Regions from separate parts of the Anser cygnoides genome. Here region 2 is linked to region 1. Evidence: chromatin contacts called from public Hi-C data. All regions are on one chromosome and are shown on one strand. The core of a region is the stretch at or near the end of the contact, and the rest is flanking DNA. Distances in the headings are between cores, read along the strand shown. Region 1 overlaps MPRIP (myosin phosphatase Rho interacting protein). Region 2 overlaps SMURF1 (SMAD specific E3 ubiquitin protein ligase 1).

Region 1 (2,933 bases), core at 224-2,723:
ACTGCTGTGCCCCGGGACCGGGGTGCGCAGGGGGCGGTGCGGCAGCTCGCCCTCTCTTCTGCCTCTCCTAAACTCAACACAGGAGCGGGTTCACCACCCACCGGCTGCTGGGGGGAGGAACATCAGCCCCTCCACGCCACCCATCCCGCACAGGGCTCTACGGAACGGGACAAGCAAGCCGAGGGGTGACACTGGTGGCTCGGCACGGGACCCCCGAGCAATCGGGTGGCCGAGCCCCCCCGGCAGCAGCAGGGAGGGCGGCAGGAGGGGTGGGCGGCCTCCGCATCCACTGCCGTTTGTTTGGGAGCGAGGAATTTGTGCACGTCTGAGCAGGCTCGGCTTACCCAGGGCTCGGCAGAGCTGGGAACAGCCCCGCTGGCACGCTCCCTGCTCGCTGGGGCGGAGGGGAAGGGGACGCACGCTGCTTCGCCCGCCCTCGGGGGTCCCGGTGAGCCCTGCAGGGAGCGGGGTGCTCGGGGCCGGCTGCTTTTTGCAGGTGCCTTACAAGCACTCGGTCATAAAAATCAGCACAGAGCAGCGCGCGGCTTCCAACTGTAAAAGGAAGGGGAAAAAAGGAAAAGAAAAAAAAAAAAAAAAGCCAACAGCCCAGCCAGCGGCTCAGCCGAGGAACGCGGTGCCAAACCAGGCTCCTCCGGAGACCTCTCTGCTTCCAAACTCGGTGCCTTCCCCGCCCGCGCGCCCCGTCCCACCGACGGGATTCAGGCACGATTTCGGGCTCCCCGGGGCAAGGAGGAGGCCGCGGCCGCTTGGACCGTGCCCGGAGTTTTCCACCCGCCCGGCAGCGAGCCGTGAGAACTGCCGCAGCACCGTGCCCGGAGGCCTGGATCCGGCCCCGCTGCCAACTACGGCCCTTCGTCCCCTCCCAGCCCTCTTTCAGGGCGGCAGCTCATTAGCTGCTGACCCCAGCTTGCAAACAGATGTGCCCTTTGCTGACGAACACGCCGCTCGGGGAGGGGGGGGGGGAGGAGGAAGAGGAGGCTGGGGCTGCCCGTGGGTACCTCAGGCCTGGCGTCTCCGCCACTGCCGCCAGCCCGTGGGCTCCCCTCCCGATCCCACGCCTTCCTCCCCTCCCCGCTTTTAATAAGAGCAGAAATTGCCAAAAGCCGCAAAATTAATGTCTAACAGGTTCAGGGCAGAGCGATGCAATCCGCTCGCCCGGCTGCCTGGGAGGTCTCCGGCCAGCTGCTGCCCGGCTCCCGGTGCGCTGCGGTGGCCGCCCCCGGGGGACCCCCACCCAGCTTCCAGGGGCACCCCCCGGGGGAGCGCAGCGGGAAATCGCCCCTGCGACCGGGCGAGGAGAGGCTGCAAAGCTGATCCCTCCCCGTGCAAAAAGCCAGCATCGTCCCGCGCAAAGCCCCAGCCCCGTTGCTCCCCCTTGGTGGTGGAGGAGGCGGGGAGCCCCGATGGGCTGCAGCGGCCACCGTGCCGCAGGCAGGCGGCTGGCGCGGGACAGCATCTCGGTACGGAGAGGTAACGCTCCTCCCGTGCTCTCTTTTTGTTGTTTTTTTTCCCACTTTTTCCCTGCCCAGCCAGCCCAAAGGGTGCCAGAGAACCGCGGGATGCTCCGCCAGCCCTCTGCATGCCCCCTGCTGATGGTCCCCTGGGTGTGGGGCCACAAGATCCAAAGGACAGGGCACGGGGCTGGGGCACTGCCTGTCTGCTCCTGCCCCAACGCAGCGGTGCCTGGGGCAGGTCATCCTCCCTGGGATGCAAAGCAGCAAAAAAAAAAAAAAAAAAAAAATAAAACCCATAAACCTGACATTTCCCAACACCCTTCCACGCCTCCTCCTCGTATCAGGGCATTTCCCCACAGCAGCCAGCTGCACGCTGGCTTTCTTTCGCAGCACGACTTGAAACACCGGCCCAGCGCGTGGCCAGGTTGCTGCAACACTAAAACCGTACCGAAAGCCTCCACGCCTCCTATCCGAGGCGTTTCAATCATCCACGGGACTTGGACCGGCCCCAGCAAACACCACAAACAAACAAACAGAAGCGGGACTCTGCTCCATGCACCCTCCGTGCCCCGCGGTGCCAGGGCTGACCCCACTGGGGGCTTGCAACAGAGGGGAGAGTTTCTTTCCTCCCTCCCTCCCTCCCTTCCTTCCCCAAGCTCTCTTTTCGCAGCGATGCTGCTCCCAGGGAAGGGCGAGCAGCGGGCAGGCGTTCCAGCTGACCTACTTTCCATGGGCACCGCTGTCTCCTTCCCGGACACAGCCGAGGCGATTCTCCGCCACCGAACCCCAGCGAGCACCGAGGGACGGGACGGGAAGGGGGCACGGGGCGCCCTGGGGACAGCACGCCGAGCCGGATGACCCCCCCACCTGCACCAGATCCGTCAGCATCGCGCTCCCACTGCGGGTTTATACCAAAAACCGAGTTTTCCCCAGTGCCCTGCGATGCCTGGGCTTGGCCACAAAGCTCCAGGGGATGACAGGGACCTCCCCACACCACGCACTGTGCGCGCTGCCACCGCAGGTCCCTGCCCCCAGCGACGCCCCCCCGGGTTTGCCGGGCAGCACTCACCATCTCGTCGAGGGCGTAGCGCAGCAGCCCGTGCTCGTAGAGGATGAAGAAGCGGCGCTGCCATTTCTGCAAGAGAAGACGGTGAGGAGGGTCATTCCCGCCTGCAAAACCGGGGTGAGAGCACGCGGAGATGGGGGAGAAAAGGCACCGAAATCCCCCGCAGAGCTAAGGGAACGCGTGACAGCGGGGCACGCACCCCGGTCCCGTCACCCCGCCCCGAGCACGGGACTGCAAAGAGCAGCAGCTGCCAAAAAACGCAAAGAGGAGCCCCCAGCGCTGCGGGGATTGATCCTGAAGGGCGACGAATTGCAGAAGGGTTTGTGCTCAGCCCCACCGTGTCCCACACGACCCGTTTGGGGTGCAGAGGTCTGCTCGCGCCAGAGCGCATC
Region 2 (2,933 bases), core at 231-2,730, 440 kb after region 1:
CCCAAAGCGGCTCCAAAGCAAATTTCCTTCAGCAGCGGGTACGGTGACAAGGAGGGAAGTCACTGCTTATGGTCCAAAGGCTTCCCGATGTCCCCTTGTTGTTGCCGTGTGCTACCATGGCTTAATCTGAAAACAAATGTGAAATATTTAACATAGCTAGATGGTACAAGATAAGGCTCGGAGTCCTTCTGTATCCGTGATGTTAGTCATGCTTGAGCTCACGCAGCTCACAACTTCGCTCTTCGCGGAACAACGCGGATAAATGTTTTATGGACACAAAGGGAAATGGGGCGTCTCGCTGTGGCAGTGGGCTTCCCTCCCCACCCCCCGATTAAATCGCAGGTTGTGGATTTTTCGTATGCACCCCACCTCAACCGCAGATTTGCTGTAACCAGTCTGTTTGTTTTGTTGTTCATCCCTGGTGACCGTCAGTAGCGCTGGGCTGAATAAACAGAGCCTATTGATCAAATTCGAAGTCATTAACTTGGCAGTTTAAATAGATGCTGTCCTATATAATTAGAACAAGGGAGTAACACATAGGCTGATACGGCTTTATTCGGAATAAAAGCCTGCTTTTCATGAAATCTTGTTTGGTGCCATTCAGCTCGCGCGGTTTTGTGCCTCCCGTAGGTCACGCAAGAATTAGACGTTTTGTTGAAAGTACCTAAAGTGGAGAGGCCGGCTTTGCTTGTGTAAGAGAGCGGTGACATTGATCTGGCGTGGATCTGCTGAACTTTGGTACTGCTGGGGAGCCCTGCTTGGCAGAAGGGCTGGCTAGCGCGCTGCGTGAGGTTACTGGTTAACCACATCCAGCCCGGGCGCTGCCGGGGGAGGCAAATGGGTGCTTTCAGGGCAGGGTACCGCTCCTGATGCCTCCGTCCCCAGTCGAGCAGCCTAGTCTGGTTGTCCATCTTGCTGCTGCTCGGCTGAGCGAAACACATGCCTGTTAGATCGGGATGTTTATAGGCAAACACAACGGGTGATTAATTATTTTCAAAGGCAGACGTTTCCTCTTAATGGCTACTGTTGCGTGATGTGGCTGTCGGTGTTCCACGTCGTTTTAACGTTTTCAGTGCTGTTCAGCACGGCCGTAAAACACAACATTTCGCTCTGTGAGTGCTGGGCTCCTTGAAGATCTGTTCTAGCTGCCTGGCGGCGTGGTGTGGACAGGCCGGCGAGGAACGGTGATAATCTCATTAATAGACGAGCATCGTGAGCCTGCAGCCAGCCCGCTGCTCCTGAGTCACGCCGCCGCGAGTCCCTGGAGAGCAGCGCGCACGTTCAGCGGTAGGATGCGCGCTCGCTGACCCACATTTCCTCGGGCGCGTGCCTCTCCGCGCCGGGAAGCGCGTCTCACTGCCTGGAAATCGGAGGAGAGCTGATGTCACTTGGGTCTCCCAGCCGTTGCACGACCCAAGCCAAAGTACTTGTAGGGAATTACCACTGGGGTGACTAATAGGTGATTAGGGAGATTGCGGAGGGTGCGTGAATGGGCTTCTTGTGGACAAGGCTAACTGTACGGCAGCAGCAACAAAAACGTTTCTTACTCATTGTTTCCTTCTCCTGTTATACCTTTAGCTTGGACTCATTGTTAAATGAGATTTTTCTTCCTCCACGTACTAATAGCTTTCATACTAATTCCTGGCAAAGTTTATTACAGTACAAGGAATGTTTCCCCTGCAACAAGTGGGCAAATGTCAGATAGAAGAAAACAGCGACTCCGTATTAGGGTTAATAGAAAGAGCAGAAGTAGGTGAATGAATTATAAAATCTTGCCTTCCAGAAGCTATTAATATCTCTGTAATTACAGTCTTTTTTTGGAACAAGCCTTGCTTCTGTCCCGTTCTCTTCCTTTCCCCTCTGCCGCGGCTTCCTTACAGCTGCGTGCCCCTGCTCCTGCTGGCTGAGGGGTGCCACCGCTGTCACCCCCTGACTTGTCCCCACATCCCCTCGGTGTTCAGCATCTGGCACCAGGCCCGAGCAGCGAGCCGAGACGTGCATTGCCACTGGCAGGTAGCCAGGGTCACCGCTCACCTTTTAATGCTGGTGCCCTTCACCAGCCAGGAACAAACACTGTCGTGTGTTTAGGGCTTCCTGTGTTTTTTTTATTTCGTTTGCAAACAAGAAGGGTTTAGGCTGAGCCCTCTGAACAAATGAGGGGAAAAAAATGCATAAGGAAAGCGAGGAGCAGTTTGTAACATCTCGGGCGGATGTTGAAAGGGATCATAACGGACTGAATAATTAGCAAACAAACCTAAGATTGTGGAGTTCAGTTTTTCCAGGAGTTAAAACCAGTGTTCTAAACCAGCCAATGTACTTCATTCAAAATCAGAAGCGATGCCAAGAATTTAACTTGAGCAAACAAAATTTTTCTTTTTCTGAATTTAAACTGTGCACCTTTAACTTGTGTTTGAATTCCTGGAGTCATTCTTCCATTTTTGTAACTTAAGTGCTTAAACAATCATTACTTTTGAAACTTTACCTGGGCATTTGAGGTGTCTTTTCCTACAGCAAGGTATCTAAATGGTATTTTGAACTACTCTGGGAGGTTTTTTGTAATAGTTTCTTTATTTAACTGATTAAAAAACAACAGGTAATCTTCCCACTTCGGTATTTCATACTGTCTGTTTTGTATTGACAGCATCTACAGCAAAAGGACTGAGGTTAGAAGGGCTCACTGAGTGTTACATGTACGGGAGCTGGTAACAAGGTAATCACCGAACAGAGAGGTCGGTAGAATTCTTTAATTCCGTCTACCTTGGGCAAATCCTACAGTTTTTCCCACAAGACACTAGGAGCGTTTATAACTTAGTCCTAAGGTCCAAGTTAGGATCAAAACGTCATTTATTACGGGCCATTAGGCTGGGACACTTCTTTCGAGCACCAGCTCGATCCTGATGATCCGTGCGCTTGTTACTCTCAGGTTGATAACT

Evidence for each region. Hi-C and Micro-C count contacts between places; a contact is called where the count stands out from the background.
Region 2: a contact with region 1 is called in a Hi-C map of liver, with 1.8 times the contacts expected there. The contact joins two enhancer-like sites. A contact is called at or near these places in 2 of 7 Hi-C or Micro-C datasets (both in liver).

The regions. Positions count from the first base shown.
Region 1 is chr15:3,402,883-3,405,815 of Taihu_goose_T2T_genome, forward strand. It overlaps MPRIP (myosin phosphatase Rho interacting protein), which reads right to left. Exons shown (of 24, transcript XM_066977802.1): 3 at 2,545-2,610. Among named protein-coding and RNA genes, the nearest start is that of MPRIP, 13 kb to the right of the region's middle. Within about 2 kb of position 1,474, at least 1 of the 3 cell types and tissues checked has open chromatin away from gene starts, as enhancers often do. A contact at or near this core is called in liver, where this site is marked.
Region 2 is chr15:3,846,286-3,849,218 of Taihu_goose_T2T_genome, forward strand. All of the region lies in intron 1 of SMURF1 (SMAD specific E3 ubiquitin protein ligase 1), which reads left to right. Among named protein-coding and RNA genes, the nearest start is that of SMURF1, 14 kb to the left of the region's middle. Within about 2 kb of position 1,481, at least 2 of the 3 cell types and tissues checked have open chromatin away from gene starts, as enhancers often do. A contact at or near this core is called in liver, where this site is marked.